Linked DNA regions of Pan troglodytes: region 2 is linked to region 1. Evidence: chromatin contacts called from public Hi-C data. All regions are on one chromosome and are shown on one strand. Each heading gives the region's core, a stretch centred on a gene start, on an enhancer-like site or on the middle of the called end of the contact. The rest is flanking DNA. Distances are from core to core; before and after follow the strand shown. Region 1 has its middle 58 kb from the start of MIR3937. Region 2 holds the start of LOC107972755 (actin nucleation-promoting factor WAS).

Region 1 (5,093 bases), core at 1,396-3,895:
TTGCTGCACTGAACCTTGCTGATCTCTCCAGCCAAGTTCTGTTCTCCCTGGTGAGACAGACTTGAGACAGGCGGTCTCGAGGTCTGGGGAACTGCAGCCAACCATCCCCAACAGGAGCTCAGAATGCACAATAATCTTCACCAGACCCCAAAGGACAGCCCTCTGTGGTCACTCAAGTTGAAATCAAATTAAGTAACAACCACAACCAAAACCTTATTTTATTTTTTAATTTTCAAATCAATCAGCTGGGTTTTAGTGGTTGTATGGTACAGGCAAAGTTCTATCCTAGTCCTTAGGTGAAAAAGAAAGAACTCCGAGACATAGTCTTCAGTCTTGAGGGTTATAGTTTAGAATAAGCGGTTGGCAAATTATGATCCACAACACAAATCTGGCCAATAGCAGTGACAGAGACCATATGGCCCATGAAGCTGAAAATATTTATAATCTGGTCCTCTACAGAATAAGTTCACCAACTTTTGGTTTAGGAGACTAGGTGTGCAATTACAGTAGTCAGACACTAACTGCTGTAAAAAACAAATCCAAAATCTCAGTGGCTTAACACAGTATAGGATTCCTTCTTGTTCACGTCACACAAAAAGCAGGCTGGGGCTCTGTTCCATGGAGTCCTTCAGGGGCCCATTGTAGCTGAGGCTACTACATCCTTTCTCTGTTCTCCTTTTTCAGGCTGGGGCATCCCTCCTGCAGCTGCTGGAAATGCTAATTGCTCACAGCTGCATCATGATCCAGCTATTTGCCCTGAGTTGACAGCCACTCCACCCAGAGATGCCTGAGAAGATAGGCAGCCCTGGGGGCAGCCTGTAGGCAATGGTACAGGGGTACAAATGCCTGGCTCTTTGGTCTCAAGTGGATGCAACTCCTTGGAGCTACTCAAGCATCAGAGCTCCTGTGCTATCAGAGGCTGAACTTCATTTTAAACTACCTGTTTGCTTAGATTCTCCCTTTGCCTCATCCTGCTTCTCTCAGTCCTTGCAGCTTCTGCTGGGAACATTTTGCCATGAAATCCCTTGGGTAGAAACTCCTTAAGCTCTGCTTTTAGGGGGCTTGACTTAGCACATCAGTCTCCTATGGTGTTGTGCCTCTGCCATTTTCACTATATGCCTTCAAGACCAACCTGGCACATCATCCAACTAGCAGCAAAAGGGGAGAGAGAGAGAGAGAGAGGGAGAGGGAGAAAGAGAGAGAGAAGAAGAAGAAGAAGAAGGAGGAGGAGGAGGAGGAGGAGGAGGAGGAGGAGGAGGAGGAGAAGGAGGAGGAGAGGAGAGGAGAGGAGGGAAGAGGAGAGAAGAGACAAGAGAGAGAACGGAGAAGACACCCTGCCTCTTGAGTCCTTAATCCCTTTTGCTCATAGTTGATTGGTGAAAGCTGTTCTCTCATCAAGTTTAAAAGGAGCTTCAAAACTAGTTTGTGCGCCCAGGAAGAGGAAACAGTTTTGGTGAGCATCTACCAGTCTCTGCCCCAAGGCATCTGTCTGAAACAATTCCAGAGTAAAATCTCAGATCAAAATGACCCTGCAAGAGCAGGTCTCAAGGTAGGACATGATTTCTTTCTCAATGACTGGAAGAGCCATTGAGGGTCCCAGTTCCTCCAAGTATTCCTTTCCATGTTGATCTTCCTAACTCTTCTTTCAGGGCAGTGATCATCATAGAATCATCTTCCCAGAACCTAGCCAATAGAGGGAACTGAATAAATGTTTGGTTAATAAAACCACTGATCATCTGGGCAGTCCAGGGTATGGGATAGAATTTGCAATGACCTTGGAGTGGCAGAGCAGATTTGTAGACCTGTGGAAGGTGGGTAGGTGTCATCTCAAGCAGGGAAAATAATGGCAGGGGAGAGACCTGGTTTTCAAACATTGGCTCCCAACGTCAGAAGAGCCTTCGGGGAATAAATCCGGTCTTTTATGTCCCACATGTTCTTTCCCTGATGGGCTGCAGCCATATCTCCAAGGCCTCCAATAAAAAGCTCCCTCTGCTCTCACCAACACAGCTGCCTTGTCTGTTAGCAACTGTATGTTCTGATAGAATTAAAGTTTATCTCCCTCTCCGTCTCCCTCCTAAGGTTGTCTTGGTGGCCTTTCTCTCTGGTGCTGTGCTCCATATTCTTAGTCTGTTTTGGTCTCCTTGCCTGCTCATTAGTTTCTGAGTCTGGTTGTTTCTTGGCTTGATAATCAGTGGCCCCCTTGGCTGGGGCCCTGCCTGGCTCTCATTAGCAGTTGCAGTCCTTGTGGAGATCACAGGGAACCTCCAAAGAAGCCATATTTGTAAGTATCTGCTGGAAAGATAACAACAGCACCTTACAGAAGTGAACAGAACACAGTAATTAAAAACACCGCCTGGTCACCAATGATGGCTTGCCGTTCGTGAAACACATTAAGACAAGATTCAAAGGAGATTTGGATTTGTGTTGAGAGCCAGAGGGATAGCAAGGAGGTATGTGGGTTCTTAATGCAAACCAGGCACGTTGGGGTTAAATCTGGCATTATCTCCTTCAGGATCTTGTATTTAATTTTATTAAAAACTCTGCAAACATCATCTTATTTGTCAGAGACAACTCTCCATACTGTTCCTGATGTCTGGCACTATAATTTGCATGCTGGGGACCCGCCTGCATTTGCCTAACTCTTGGCAAAATGTTTCGAATGCCATTTTTGAAATTCCTGGTGAAAGAGTGCCTGCTGCCCTGGAGATGTCTCTTCTGGATATTCTTAGGAACAGAACAATAAACAAGGACGCTTGGAAGAAAAGGGGCAGCTTTCCCCGATTGCCAAGTGAAATACAACTTTGTTATTGAACTCTTCTGCTCTGCTTTTGGAAAAGCTGGGATTACATGTTCTTTTCTCCAGTGTATTAAAAAAAAGTAAGATATTGGCTTCAGATTAATCTGCAGAACTTTGAACTAAAATGAGGGTTCTTTCTCAAATACCACACTAGAAAACAACACAGCAGACTGCCAGGAGCCCCAGCAGGGGAAACCAGAAGGAACATGATGACGGTGTGGAGGAGCTTTACATGGGGATGCTTTCCCATTTCTCGAGTCTGGGTACCCCAACTGGCCCCCATCTGGCTGGCCAGAGATGGATCATTTTCCATGATGCCTTGTGGGACCATACGTGGCGCCTCACTTTCAATGTACTGCTTGGAGTGCCCGAAGAAGATTCAGATGCGAGTGCCCTCACTTGATCTCATCCATATGCTGACCTCTGAGCTATAGGTCATGGCTAAGGACTAAGCTAAAGGCCCAACTTGGTGTAGTTTTGAACCAAGCCGTCTGCCTGAAGGGGGTTTTGAGGAGAGAATGAGGGAGAAAAAAGACTCTGTCAAGTTGCATGCTTGTGAGTTATAATGCACTTCTTACTGTTCCCACCCAGGATGAGATCTGGTGGTGCAAGGCTTGTTCTGGGGCCATTTGATTGAGGAGTATCCTATGGAACAGCCTACAGGTGGTACTTGCTTGCCCTAAAGAAAAACCCTGGAAAATCACCATCCACCCATCTCACTTCCCCACTCTACAAAAGTAACACATCCATCAGTGAGCCTCTGTCTTTTGTTGGTTGAGGCAGTGGGCTGTGGGACTCTGGATGGCTGGTGCCAGCTTTCAAGGGCTACTTGCAGCCCGGCTGTTGGACATCTCCCTCTGGCCTTTTTCAGCTCTTTGTGAATCCCCTGCCAGCCTTTTCTTTCTCCCCAGTGATGCCTGTGCTCGTCAGCCCCCTCCAATGGAGTGAATATATGAGAAGACAGGAGTCAGCGGGGGTTCAGAAGGCTGGGAGAATGGAGGGATGAGCCAACCAGCCACATAGAGAAGGAAGCTTTGGATCACATGCCTTCATTTCTTCCCTTCCAGCCTCCCTCCTCCCCGCCAGTGGCAGGGTGGCAACATTCTTAATGATAATTTTTAAAAAGTGCCAGGCCTCTGCTCATTTGCAAATCATCATGTCTAATTTGCATAACAGATCCGGGAGGCCCTAACTCTGCATATGGAAAATGGAATACAGTATAAATAAGATAAATGGATTAGGTCAGCTGACTGCATCTGTAGCCACGGACGACCCACGGGCCCAGCGCACACGAACTACAGAGGAGGTTTGTCAATCAGGCAATTTATTTTGATCCTGGAAGTAGAGAAGCAGGATGTGCGCACACACTCCCACACAGGCTCACCGGCAATCCCTGCTGGGAAATAGGCCATCAGGCAGTCCCTGCGCTGGGCTGGTGTGGCCTCTAAGCCCCCAGTAGAGGGGAGGGGAAGCTTCTGGAGACCACCTGCATTCAAGGCCTCCCTGTCAGAGAGAAGGTTTTGCCTGCAGACTGTGGGTGGTCAATCAAAAGCCAGTCTCCTTGAACTTGCTGACTCAGTGACCAGCAGCTGAAAGGGTGGAGGGAACAGTTGCCAGCAGGCGGGGGGGGTGGGTGGGGAGGGGGGCGGGGGGGGGAGGGGGGCGGGGGCTGGGGGCCTTTCAGGCCTCCCCATCTGTCCTTGTCCTCGGAGGCCCGACCATCCCCGGGCAGTCGTCTAGGGCATCCAGGGCTGAGGAGCAGTATCTGGGGACACAGGAAGTCTCAGATCATGCTCAGTCGGGGAGACAATTACCCTGGCAGCTGGCCACTCGCTCCTGTCCACCTCTCAGCCCCCTCATCGCCCTGCCACATGAGTCTCCGTGGCTGACCCCCACCCTTTCAGGACATGGGTCATCCATCATGGCAATGCCATCCAGGGCAGTAGCAGGTGGCTTGTCATTTTTATCAGTGCAGCTCAGGAAGCGAGGCACAGGCGAGGGGGCTGTTTCAGTGGATAAATGTGATATGACGCAGGCACCTTTTGCAATTAGTTAATGGGTTGGCTATGTGGGGTAGGCTTCTTTGGCCTTCTGTCTAGGGATTAATGACCTAAGATGACAGATGGGAACCTAAAATCACTCAGGAAAAGAAAACAAGCCTGGGGTTGGGGTGGGAGGAGGGGTGAAAAGAGTGGCCCAACTCCTGGGGGGCTGGGCAGTGGTGGGGGAGAAAAAATGGCATTTGGGCAGTGAGGAGGGAGGGGGTTTGATCAAGGAAGCATCCCAGAGATGGCTT
Region 2 (5,093 bases), core at 1,032-3,531, 500 kb before region 1:
TCCGAGGAGCTTGCCCAAGCGCGGGAGGCTCTCCTGTGGAGAGCAGGCCGCTGAGGCCCGAGGCGACTCGTTAATGTTCAAGCTCTCCCAGGGGCAGCGCCGTAACTCGACCTGCCTGGCCAGGCAAGGTGCGGGCTTGAAAGGCCCGGCGGGCGGAGGCTTCTGGAGGGGCCCGGGAGGCCATGGCGGGACCCGCCTTCACGCACCCGGTTCGTTGGCGCGTGGGTGGCTCCTAACCCCGGTGGAGGCTTTGCGCTCGCCTCGCGGACTCGGCTCTGGCCGCCGCTCCCTCCCCTGGTCCAGGCCTCGCTTGGGAGTTAATGATTGATTTACTGGCTCCGCGCGGCCGGCGCCCTCCCAGCTATTTGTCCAAGGTGAGGAGTTGCTGGCGAGCAGCGCAGTAGGCCAAGAGAGCGGGGGTCGCCGGGGAAGGGAAGCCACGCTGCCGACGGGAAGGAGAGGCCACTAGATTAGCTCCCACTTGGCGGCTCTAGCTGTGTCGGGGCAAACCCTCAGGAAGCCGGGCCCGGGCGAAGGGAGCATTGGGAAGCTCCACATGTAAATGGGTTGGCAGCTGGCGATTAGGCCGCCCGATTTTATGAGTCATAATGGGCCTCCCGCCTGGCCCTCAACCTGCTCGCTGTGGATCCGGCGCGCTTGGGGCCCAAGTGGTGGACCATTCCGGCCGCGCAGAGGGACATGCTTCTGGGGGCCCAGGCCGCCGAAGGAGTTGAGAAGGACTTTCTCTCCTTTCTTGTAGAAGGCAACACAAACACCCTAAATCAAACCGCTCCGACAACCGAAGGCTCCACACAGACACATCAATAAGGATTTCGCCTCCCGCGTATGAACGCACAGAAACACTTGTCCTATTTTTATGCAAATGACACCACACAAATAGATCTCTCAGGCCCGGGAGAGGGGCGGGAGGAGGAGGGGCGCAGCCACCCCAGCCAGGGGGCTGTGAGAGGGGAGGGGCGCCAAACCCGCACCCCAGGGCCCACGCCGGCTCGGGCGCAGCGGGGCTGGCACTGGTCAGGCGGCCCGCCCCGCGGGCAGTGGCTCCCTGCCAGCGCCGCCAAGTCGGCCGCGTCCCCAGGCTGCCTGCAGAGGCGGATTAGGGAAGGAGCGAAGCGAGCCTGTGACTAATCGCGGGGCCTCGGACCGGAGCACCAAGGCCATGTGCGACTGACAGGACCGACACTAGCAGAGGACACGGCGACGCCTCGCTTAATTGCAGGCTTAAAAAATTGCCGCCTGAGCAGCTCTGGCGCGGAGAGCCACGGCTTGCGCGTCGAGCTAGGGAGCGCGCGCGCTTGGGTGGGGGCGGGGGTTCCTGCTCTCTCGCTCCAAGGTTGGAACGTTTGGCGTCTCCTGGACCGAGGGACCTGGCCCTTGCGTCCCCCACTCTGCTGGGTCGCCCCGCCCCGCGTGCCGACCAAGTGTGGCTGAGCCCGCCAGGAGAGTACGATCCAGCCTCCAGGGCTAGGTTTCTGACCCGACCCTTTCCCTCTAAAGCCGACGTTTCCCCGCTTTCGCCCTAGATCCTATACGGGAGGGGGCTGTGCAGTTGGGGGTGACAGATTCCAACAAATCCTAAAAATAAAAACCACACGCACGAAAGAAACACTTTCTCTTCCCTCCCCTTCCTTCTTCACCGACTGATACAAAGCCCCGAATGACCAAAGGGAAAGAGGTAAGTCGGGGCTGCAGGGAGCGAGGTCATCGAGTGCCAAAACCTCGGGGCTCACAGACACGCACTCTGGGTTCTTCACCCCTGGTCACAGTCTCTGTGGCCCAGACCTTCCTGGAGCACTGGGGCCTCTCGGGGGCGAAGGGAGAAGCGTCGGGAGGCCGGCGGCTCTGTGTTGGGGAGGGGGAGTGGGAGGGAGCGGAGAACCCAGCGAGAGAAGTTTCCACCACGCTCTGGCCGGCTGCTGCCAAAATCCCCGGACCCCTCCCCGCCTGCACCGCCTTCCGTTGCCACCACAAGTTTGGTTTAACGAGAGCTCGGGACAAAAGCAAACGTTTTCTATAGACCCCGAAAACAAAGGGGAAAGAGACGCGCGGGGCCGCGGAGAAGCGGCTGCTAGCGTAATGGTGCCAGGCCGAAAGCAGAGCATTAGAACTGCAAAAGCCGCGCGGGCGGGAGGAAGTGCGAGGCGGGAGGCGGGAGCGCGGGGAGGGCGGGAGGCGGGAGCGCGGGGAGGGCGGGAGGCGGGAGCGCGGGCGGGGGAGGGGCGCTGCGCCATGTTTCCGTGTCACCCGCCGAGTCGCCGGCGCTGGGCTCGGCCGCCGGCTCCCGCCTGCCTCCGTAACAGCAGAAAGCGTGCGATTAGCAGCCAGACAGGAGGGGACTCCGGGCCCGCGGGGCCGCCGCACACGCCGCCCGCGGCCCGAGCCCGCGCCCCCCCGCCCGCAGGGTAATCATCCTCCTCGCTGCAGCGCTGTGTGCACTCTCATTAGAGCAGGGAGGCTTTTCTCTGTGCACTCGCTCGGCTCCCGCTGGCAAAACAACGCCTTCCCCGGCCGGGCCCTGGGCCAGGAGAGTCGGGGAGGGTGGGACGGAGGTGGGGGGTGGGTGAGGCAGGGCAAGCCTTGCAGGTCAGCTCCGCCGCCCGATCTCCTTCGGACACGGAGGAGACGGGGAGCGTCCATTGGCCCTTCCCTAGGTGGAGTGGCAAAGTCCGAGCCCCGCAGCCGACCCTACGTCCCTACGTGGAGCGGGGCGGGTGGAGTACCGGTGCCGCCATGACCTACTCCTGTCCCCCGCCGGAGGCTAGAGTAGGGCTGAGGGGGAGATGAGTGTGTCTGGTTTGGAGAGCGGGGGCGGACACAGGGAAGGCTCCCAAAACAGGTTTTGCCCCATCTGTTTTATGAACGACCTCTTCAGGCCAGAAGCCGGATCCCAGGGGTGGCGGCCCTTCGACCTTCGAAAAGAGACCCAGGCCCCCAGCAGGCCCTCTGGCTTCGCGCTCTGTCGCCTGCAGTGGGTGGGAGATGGGGGTGGCCGAGGCTTGGCTGCTCCTGGCCCTGAGCTTCGGAGCCCTATTTTCTTCTCCGCGATCTCTGCACACAACAGTAGGCAGCCTCTCACAGCAGCACGCGCCCAGCTGCAGGGCCTGGGAGCAGGTGTTCCTGCCCGGCCGGAGTGGCGGCTCCGCGCCCCTCCCGTCCCAGCTGCGGAGCTGCGAGCGGTGCGGGGGGGCGTGCTTATGGTGGTAGCAGAGGGACAGGGACATCTCATCGGACCGCAGGAAGGGTCCTCCCGGCTTACACCGGGATACCGCAGGGCCCGGGTGGTCGCCTGGGGCGAGGAGGGATCAGGGGTGACGCGCGGCCAGCCCTCGTCTGGAACAGCCCTGGGGCCAGCGGAGGCCGCTCGGGGCGGCGCGAGGGCTTCCGGTCCCCGTGACTGCGGCGGCGGCGGCGGGGCGGCCGCGAGGAGCACCCTCCCCTGGCTGCTGCCGCCGCGCGGCTCTCGGAACGGCGCCCCAGGAGCCTCTCTGCGTCTGGCAGCGCCGCTTTCGGCTTGCGCTGGGATGGGGGCCGCAGGGTGGTCTCGGCCCAGCCCCCACGGGGAGGGGCGGGGAGGCGGGGTCCGCAGACCCCGCGGGAACGGCCGCGCGCCTCCCAGCCCCCCCTCCTCGCCGCCGCCGCCGCTGCTGCTGATATGGCGGGCACGTGAAGCGCAGCTCGGCGCCCCGGCGCCAGCCAGGGAGCGGCCTGCCCCGCCGACTCAGCTTACCCGCGGGCCCAGGAACGCGGAACCGAGCCTGGCCGGGCCCCGCGGAGCCCGCACCTCCGCCCCCAGCTCGCTGCGGCCCCGCACCCCCTCCCCGCCTGAGCCCGGCCTTGGGGCCGCGCCAGGCGGCTCGCCCGAGGGGAACTCGGGCTGACTAATGGGACGCGTGTGGGCCTTACGTGAGGCCCGGCTGTCAGCGGATGCCCGCTTGCTCGGAGCTTAGACCGCGGCCAAGCTTTTCGGGGAAGGGCGAGAGGAGGGGTTTCCCCGCTGGGCGGTTTCGGCTCCCCAGGGACAATCCGGCCGCGGCAGGCCCCAACCTTTGGATCTTGCAGCCTGGCCTGGAGACGGTAGACTTGGCATGTGCCGGACGCCACGGTGCCGACCCGGTCGGGGGCAGGGGGTGGGAGCCTCGGGGTTGTGGGCTGGGGGTGGGCAGAGGCTAGGTCAGCTTGGTCTGGGGCGCCCGCCTTGAGGTTTGCATTCTGGGGCTAGCCACTGGGCCGGGGGGAATTTGCAGGGCGCTCTGAGGTCGTGGAGTCTGATACCAAAACCTTCTTCGACAAAGTCTTCCGGAAACCCCTTCGCGAAATTCCTGTGAGGAAAGAAGGATTTCTAAAACTCCCCGAGGGTCCGGTTCGGCTGGGAGCTTTCGGGTTCTAGGGAGTGTGATTTCCTTTCTCTCCCTTTATAGGGGCCTATAAATATCAGAAGAGTTTCTTCTTATTTCGCATTAACAACCACTTCATGTTGACATAGTTATATGACCCTCCCAAGTATAACTACCTGTTTAGTTTGAAGGCACTGAGTGCGATGGCGAAACACAAACATCGACCAGTAACTAAGAGAAGGAAAACCCAGCCGCGAGCTTGGGTTGGATACAGGATAAATCCTCATCACGCATCCCTGGTTTTATTCAACCTAATTGCACTAGTAATCCTGCCCCCCGCGAGAAAGCCTGAAATCCTGCAGTCGAGGTGCGACTTTTCCTGGGGAGCCCCGCCAATGGGGGGTGGGTTGTCAGTGGAGGGGAGGTGGGTTTTAAATGTCACTTCCAAATGAAAATCTTTCTTTCTTTCTTTTCTTTTTCTCTTTTTCTTTTTTGATCCAGTTTTCGAAAAGAGCATTTTTGCGAGATAAGAAGTGACCGATCAAAATCGCTAAGGGGAGGTTGTAAGCAGCCGCTTTGCCCCAGCTTAGCGTTATCTTATCTCTCACACTTGCATGGCGGAAAAAAAAATTGGCTTATCTTTATCCCCACCCCCTTCTCGCCTTAATTGCTAAAAAACACTAGTGTGTTAAACCGGGAGGAAGGAGGTCTCTGGAGTGTCAGTGGAAAAGGAAGATT

What was found. Hi-C and Micro-C count contacts between places; a contact is called where the count stands out from the background.
Region 2: a contact with region 1 is called in a Hi-C map of stem cell-derived neural progenitor cells, with 2.3 times the contacts expected there. The contact joins the promoter of LOC107972755 here to the enhancer-like site in region 1. A contact is called at or near these places in 1 of 7 Hi-C or Micro-C datasets (stem cell-derived neural progenitor cells) and 1 of 1 datasets of contacts at active chromatin or transcription factors (stem cell-derived excitatory neurons).

What each region holds. Positions count from the first base shown.
Region 1 is chrX:40,027,018-40,032,110 of NHGRI_mPanTro3-v2.0_pri, reverse strand. No RefSeq gene overlaps it. Among named protein-coding and RNA genes, the nearest start is that of MIR3937, 58 kb to the left of the region's middle. Within about 2 kb of position 2,645, at least 2 of the 24 cell types and tissues checked have an H3K27ac peak or open chromatin away from gene starts, as enhancers often do. A contact at or near this core is called in stem cell-derived neural progenitor cells, where this site is marked.
Region 2 is chrX:40,529,897-40,534,989 of NHGRI_mPanTro3-v2.0_pri, reverse strand. LOC107972755 (actin nucleation-promoting factor WAS) reads left to right here and starts at 2,281. Exons shown (of 1, transcript XM_016947537.4): 1 at 2,281-5,093. The coding sequence starts at 2,802. The coding sequence ends at 3,899. The region is part of intron 1 of BCOR (BCL6 corepressor); the gene reads left to right.